Regions from separate parts of the Mus musculus genome. Here region 2 is linked to region 1. The links are chromatin contacts, called in public Micro-C maps. All regions are on one chromosome and are shown on one strand. The core of a region is the stretch at or near the end of the contact, and the rest is flanking DNA. Distances in the headings are between cores, read along the strand shown. Region 1 holds the start of Slc22a7 (solute carrier family 22 (organic anion transporter), member 7). Region 2 holds the start of Gnmt (glycine N-methyltransferase).

What was found. Hi-C and Micro-C count contacts between places; a contact is called where the count stands out from the background.
Region 2: a Micro-C map of embryonic stem cells shows a contact between it and region 1, with 2.5 times the contacts expected there. The contact joins the promoter of Gnmt here to the promoter of Slc22a7 in region 1. A contact is called at or near these places in 4 of 484 Hi-C or Micro-C datasets (the G1E-ER4 cell line, embryonic stem cells and regulatory T cells), 1 of 115 datasets of contacts at active chromatin or transcription factors (embryonic stem cells) and 1 of 9 other capture datasets (embryonic stem cells).

The regions. Positions count from the first base shown.
Region 1 is chr17:46,436,130-46,439,808 of GRCm38.p6, reverse strand. Slc22a7 (solute carrier family 22 (organic anion transporter), member 7) reads left to right here and starts at 1,332. Exons shown (of 10, transcript NM_144856.2): 1 at 1,332-1,812; 2 at 2,383-2,486; 3 at 2,576-2,730; 4 at 2,832-3,000. The coding sequence starts at 1,420. Gm36541 (a long non-coding RNA gene) reads right to left here and starts at 2,758. Exons shown (of 3, transcript XR_385613.3): 1 at 2,367-2,758; 2 at 2,114-2,150; 3 at 1,729-2,030. It also overlaps the pseudogene Gm5093.
Region 2 is chr17:46,727,119-46,730,735 of GRCm38.p6, reverse strand. It overlaps Gnmt (glycine N-methyltransferase), which reads left to right and starts at 1,571. Exons shown (of 6, transcript NM_010321.1): 1 at 1,571-1,790; 2 at 3,344-3,471. The coding sequence starts at 1,585.

The DNA.
Region 1 (3,679 bases), core at 83-2,582:
ACTGGAAACTTTGGTTTTGGACTTCAGGAACACATTGACCTGGGCATCAAATACGACCCAAGCATTGGGATCTACGGCCTGGACTTCTATGAGGTACTGGGTAGGCCAGGGTTCAGCATCGCAGACAAGAAGCGCAGAACAGGCTGCATTGGGGCCAAACACAGAATCAGCAAGGAGGAGGCCACGCGCTGGTTCCAGCAGAAGTACGATGGGATCATCCTTCCTGGAAAATCAACTTTTTCCAAAAAGCCAATAAAATTTTCTCAGAAATGCAAAAAAAAAAAAAGTTATTTTGTTGTTCTATAATTTATGCAACTGTTACATAATTTTCAACTCAAATTATACAACTCAGCATGACGGCACCGGCACCACAATCAGTTGTAGAGCGAACCTTCTGGTCATCCACAGAGACGCCCCTCCCCACCAATCACCATGCACTCATTTGCTGGCACTTAGCCCCGCAGAAGCCTCGGGCCTTCCCTAACCTTCCAGGTTCTTCTTTGCAACCCTGGGAAACGTCATCCAGGATGCTCTTAAAGAGGCAGACTGGACTGCAGATGAAAATTCCTGGGCTGGAGAGATGGCTCAGCGGTTAAGAGCACCGACTGCTCTTCCGAAGGCCCTGAGTTCCATTCCCAGCAACCACATGGTGGCTCACAACCATCCATAACAAGATCTGGTGCCCTCTTCTGGAGTGTCTGAAAGATAGCTACAGTGTATTTACATATAATAAATAAATAAATCTTTTTAAAAAAAAAAAAAAGAAAGAAAGAAAGAAAAAAGAAAATTCCTGAGACCCCCACACAGGGCCAGCACAGTCTCAGAGGTCACCTCAGAGGTCACTTAGGTTAGGGCGTCCATTCCAGACATGGCCAAGGGCTATGGGGAAAGTTTGGGGTTTATCAGAGGCTCCCTTACCCAAGGGGAGTCCAGCCCTCATCCTGAGTCCTGGGCTGTGAGTCAAACTGTGCTGTGCTTGCAAATAGACAAGGCTGGCTGACCTAAAGTTTCACAGGACAAAGGCTACCCAGGACAGCAGGCACTATACCCAGGGGACCTGTTTACCTTACATAGCCCTGAAGGTCTAATCAGTAGCTCAGGCCTCACTCAATCCACACCTGGCTGCCCTCCTATGCCAGCCCTTGGCTCTGCTACCTGTTCTCTGAGCTCCAATGTGTAAAGGCCAGAGTACACCAGGACCTCTGAGGAATGGTGGCCTTTCCCCTTAGGTAGGATCCATTGATGTGTAGATGATGTGGGAGGGCCCAGGTCTGGGCCAGCCTCTGGGGGGCTGGATTCTGGCTACAGACTCTGCACTCATCAGTACAACTATTCCCACCTCCAGAGTCCAAGGGCACATGTAGCAAGCAGGTTGACCGATCCTAGGTACTATAGAGGCACACCTGGTGGGTGGAGGGCATGGGCTTCGAAGAGCTGCTGCACAAGGTGGGTGGCTTTGGGCCTTTCCAACTGCGGAATCTGGTGCTGCTGGCCCTGCCCCGATTCCTGCTCCCGATGCATTTTCTCCTGCCCATCTTCATGGCTGCTGTGCCTGCCCATCATTGTGCCCTGCCTGATGCCCCAGCCAACCTCAGTCACCAGGACTTGTGGCTGAAAACCCATCTACCCCGGGAGACTGACGGCAGCTTTAGTTCCTGCCTCCGCTTTGCCTATCCCCAGGCTCTTCCCAATGTCACCTTGGGAACAGAGGTGTACAACTCTGGGGAGCCTGAGGGTGAGCCCCTCACAGTGCCCTGCTCCCAGGGCTGGGAGTACGACCGCTCAGAATTCTCTTCCACCATTGCAACTGAGGTACCCAAGCCCAGAGGGTGCGGGATATGTGAGTGGGTTGAGCCAGCCATTACCTTGGGGGCAGGGGACCGGAGAGAACCTTCTTGCACTCTAAGGACTTTCATTCCCGTGTGGAGACCAGCCTGTAGCTTTAAAGCTGGGTTCAGTTCGTTTACTATAATTTACCCAAGGGCTAAGGCAGCTCCAGGGAGTTGGAACAGAGGCTGAAAAGGACATCTCTGTAGTAAAAGATAGAGAAACTGTGGAAGCCTCCATCCTTTTCTCCCCTCTGCCTCATTCCTGTCCCAGGTCTGAGATTTACCTGAGTCATCCCGAGAGGAAGGGTGGGTGGAGTCTCCCTGCGGAGAGACAACAGGATTCCTTGGTGGCCGTGATGGACCTCTGTGGGAAAGCACTGAGCTCTAGGACTAGGGAGAGGCAAAGTCTTCCCTTTCTAGTGCTGAGGTTGATAGCTAGGGATGGGGGAATCTTCTGAAACGGTCAGGGCTGCCTGGGAGTCTGGAGAGGAGGGACATCGTGGCTGGAGAGGGGCTCTTACAGATCCGACAACTTACCCGCCTGTCTCTGCAGTGGGATCTGGTGTGTCAGCAGAGAGGCCTGAACAAAGTTACATCCACGTGCTTCTTCATCGGCGTGCTGCTGGGGGCTGTGGTGTACGGATACTTGTCTGACAGGTGAAATAAGGGACCGGTGTTGGGGACAGGCCTCATCACCTGTATCTGGGCATCCCTGTGGGGACCTGACCTCGCATGGCCCTTGGCAGGTTTGGCCGGCGCCGGCTTCTGCTGGTGGCCTACGTGAGCACCCTGGCGCTGGGCCTGATGTCTGCAGCCTCGGTCAACTACATCATGTTTGTCACCACCCGCATGCTCACCGGCTCAGCCCTGGCTGGTTTTACCATCATTGTACTTCCGTTGGGTGAGGCGAGGCCTGGAGGGAGGCTGCGGGGGTGGGGTGGGGTGGGGGGGTGGAGGAAGATGGGTCCATTTGGCCCCTGCTAATGGTCTCTCTGTCCCCAGAGTTAGAGTGGCTGGATGTGGAGCACCGCACTGTGGCTGGGGTCATCAGCACCACCTTCTGGACAGGAGGGGTGCTGCTGCTGACCCTGGTTGGGTACCTGATACGGAGCTGGCGGTGGCTTCTGCTAGCTGCCACTCTGCCATGTGTTCCGGGCATCATTAGCATCTGGTGAGAATGGCGAGCAGCTGTGCGGTTAGTTAGAGACTAAGATGCAAAAGTGGGGGCTGGAGAGACGGCTCAGCTGTTAGCATACGCTGCTCTTCTGGAGGAGATATGTAAGTCCAGCTCTCAGAGATCAGACACCTCTAGCTCCTGTGGGCCACACATACATACGCACACTCATACTCAAAGACACACAGAGACACAGACACAGATAACACACATAGGCATAGACAGAGACACACACATAGACACAGACACACCCAAACACAGATACATACACCCAAACACACACACACACACACACACACACTCATATACTCATAGGCATACTCAAAGACACACAGACATAGGCACATACACAGACACTGATATACACCTAGGCACAGACACAGACATAGAAACAGACACACCCAAACATTGATACATACATCTAAACACCCAGACAGAGAAACACACACAGGCAGATACACAGACACACACAGACACACCCGAACACAGATACATACATCCAAACCCACACCCACACAACTAAAAATAATAGAAACAAACAAACAAAGAACAAGAAGACCAAGAGACAGGCTGGGGATTGGTTCAGTTGGTGCTTGCCTGCCATACACAAAGCCCTGGGTTTATCTCCAGTACTTAGTAGACAGTGGCGATGGTGCATACCTCTATCCACAATACT
Region 2 (3,617 bases), core at 322-2,821, 290 kb before region 1:
GTCTATGTACCCTAGAATATCTTTGAACTCCAGCTTTTCTGTTCTCAGCTGCCAAGTATAGGACTTACAGGCACACACCATCACACTCAGCCTCGAGAATCTTTCTGAGCATAGTGTCAGAGGCCTGTGTGTAGGGACATTGAGTCCCCAAGACTGAGCCTGGTCAGAACCATTTGAGATTGGCGCTGTGCTAACAAAAGTTAAAAAATATGGGCTGGAGAGATAGGTCAGCCATTAAAAGCCCTATCTGCAGCTAGGGTCGTAGCGCACGCTTTTAGCCCTAGCCCTTGGGAGGCAGAGGCAGTCGGATCTCTGAGTTCGAGGCCAGCCTGGTTTACAGAGTGAATTCTAGGACAGCCAGAGAAACCCTTTCTCACAAAAACCAAACCAAACCAAACAAACCACTTGGTCCTCTGTGGGGTTCAGTGTCCTCAGCACCACCGAGTGGCTCCCCACTGTCTACAACTGCAGGTTCAGGGTATCTGAAGCTCTCGATTCTGGGCTCCACGGGCGTCAGACACATACTGACATCTATGAAGTCAAAACAGCCATACCTACTATAAGAAGGTTAAGTCACACAACTGTGGGCCTCCTTCCATCTCCAGGGTTCACCCTGCATTGGGAAGGCGAAGGGAGGGCGGGCGGGCGGGCGGGCGGGATGCTCCCTGTCTTCTCTCTTCTTTCCACGTAACGAGTGTTCACAGAGTTGGAAGTGTGTGGGCAGGCAGGGCAGGCGGGGCAGGCTTCTCGTCGCTCACACGCATCTTCCAGAGCCGACTTTAGCCCGGCTGGGATCTTGTCCTTGGTGGGGTAAAAAGGGTGAGCGGGTAACACGAAACGGACCCTCAGGTTATACAGTGACGCTAGCCCGAGCGGGCGCCATGAGCACCTTCCCTGCCGACCCCCAACTTTCCTCTCTGAAGGTGCTCCCATGGAAAGCAGATGGAAGGCTTGCTATGTCTCCCACATTGTTCACTAATTCATTGAGCACTAATAATCCTCCTGTCTCACCTTACTACACCCAGCCTTTAAGAGATTGCAGAGTATAAAGCCCATGGATTGGAAGGCCCAGGCTACCTTAGGAGGCTCCTGGCTGGTATGGGGGAGGGGAAGAGAGACACGCCTATCTCCAGGTGTACTCTTGTACTTGGATGGGCATCTTTCTCAAAGACTGTTCATAATGTCCCGACACAGTGGCTCTCTTTAGCGGAGTGTTCCCTCCACTAAATGATAAGCAGTGTTGTGTAGACACTGTGCTGGGCTGGGCATGTAATAATTCTGTTTTGGGTGGATTTCAGGCTTCTTCCCCTTCCTCCTTGGGTAGGGGTGGAGTGATCTCTCATTGCTTTACTTTGTGAGTTCCTCCCGGCCACCCTGGCGAGTCCTATCTGACCTGTCTTACTAAGCCAGGTCCAGGATTGCTGTGCTGAGCCATCCTCAAGGCAGAGGCAGCAAGCCTGGCTCTGGGCCCAGGGCCCAGCAGGGGCGTGTCCCTGCTCTCACCTGCCATTGGCCAGGTGGGACTGCCTTGCCAGAGGATTATAAGTGCGGATCGCGTGGCCTGAGAGCCAGGCGCCGGTCAGGATGGTGGACAGCGTGTACCGTACCCGCTCCCTGGGGGTGGCGGCCGAAGGGCTCCCGGACCAGTATGCAGATGGGGAGGCCGCACGTGTGTGGCAGCTGTACATCGGGGACACCCGCAGCCGTACCGCAGAGTACAAGGCGTGGTTGCTTGGGCTGTTGCGCCAGCACGGGTGCCACAGGGTGCTGGACGTAGCCTGTGGCACAGGGTGAGTCCAAACGGGCCGGCCTGCTTAGGCCAGTCTGGGCAGCCTCTGCGGGCTGGAGCCTGGCAGGCAGTACTAGGGGGTCAAGAGCCCTTGCTCATCAGGGTAGTATGGGCATGGGAGAGCATCTGCCGAAACAGTGCGGGAAGGGGCCAGGGTGTGCGCAGAGAAGGATTCATGGGACAGAGCAAAATCCGAGCTTTGGGTCAAGGTGGATCCTTGGCTCCGGCGCTGTTCCTCCTGCGATTGGCCTCTGGCAGTGTGAACAGAACATTTGTAGCACGTTTGCACAGCCAAGTGCTGTGCCAGGAGTTTGGGTACGTGTGTTGCAAGCTGTAACAAAACCCCACGAGGTGAGCAGCGCTTTTCTCCAACCAGTAGTACTAAAGAAAAAGTCATTTCCAAGAGGTAAAAGGCCCCCATTTGGTGGAGAGGATACAGACCAGGATAGTGTCTGGCCCACACTCCCGACTCAGCCCAGAACTCACGGACACCTCTGACTGAGATATTTCCAGGAGCACCAGTATGCCAGGTTCTCAAGTGCACTTTTGTAGAATGCCTGACTATGATTTAAAAACAAAAACAACAACAAAAAGCCATTGAGCCGGTGAGATGGTCCGACTACTAAGAGCCCCTTAGGCTCTGGCAGAAGACAGGCTCTCAGTGCCTAGCATCTGCATCAGGTGGCTCATAATCGCCTGGAATTCCGTTCCAGGGGGAGGTTAGCGCTCCCTTCTGGCCGTGGAGGGCACTGTACTCACATGTACTACACATACAGACATAATTAAAAATAAAAAAAAATGTGTTGATGTCAGGAGTAGTGGCACATATATTTAATCCCAGCACTCAGGGAGTCCTAAATAGGTGGCTCTCTGTGAGTTCCAGGCCCTGCAGGGCTACATTAGGAGACCCTGTTTCTAATAAGAGGCAGCTGGGGAGATGGCACATGTTCTTACAGAGGACCCAAATTTGGTGCCCAGCACCCTCTCTGGGGTCTGCAGACACAAGGTATGCACATGATGCACATATTCAGGCACGACACATGAAATTAAATTTTGAAAAAAAATTTTTTTGAAACAGAGTCTCTCTTTGTAGCCCCAGCTGTCTTGGAACTCACTGTTTAAACCAGGCTAAAAAAAAAACAAAAAACAAAAAAAAAAAAACTCTCAAAAAATTTTTTTGCTACTTGATAAGGAAAATTCTTTTTTTTTTTTTTTTAAGATTTATTTATTATTATATGTAAGTACACTGTAGCTGTCTTCAGACACCAGAAGAGGGAGTCAGATCTTGTTACGGATGGTTGTGAGCCACCATGTGGTTGCTGGGATTTGAACTCTGGACCTTCAGAAGAGCAGTCGGGTGCTCTTACCCACTGAGCCATCTCACCAGCCCCCAGGAAAATTCTTAATGGGTCACTTGAGACCAGTAGAGATGGCCTGGGACAGGAAGCAGAGGAACGGACTCTGGAATGTTATGTCTGGGGAAATGTCACACACATTTGGCCTCCCAGGCTCCTCTGACTGGTCCTCTAGTCCCCCGTTTCTGACCTCATCCAGAGTGGACTCCATCATGCTGGTGGAAGAGGGCTTCAGCGTGATGAGCGTGGACGCCAGCGACAAGATGCTGAAATATGCGCTTAAGGAGCGCTGGAACCGGAGGAAAGAGCCATCCTTTGACAATTGGGGTAAGTCTGTCTGTCCAGGCCCCCCCAGACATGCACCTCCAGGGTCACTCTCTGCCCTGGCTCTCTCTTGCTGTGGAGCTGAATGGTTTTTCCTCAGGGCACGGTACAGTCCCTGTCAACTTCCTAAAAAGGAAGGCTTTGGCATC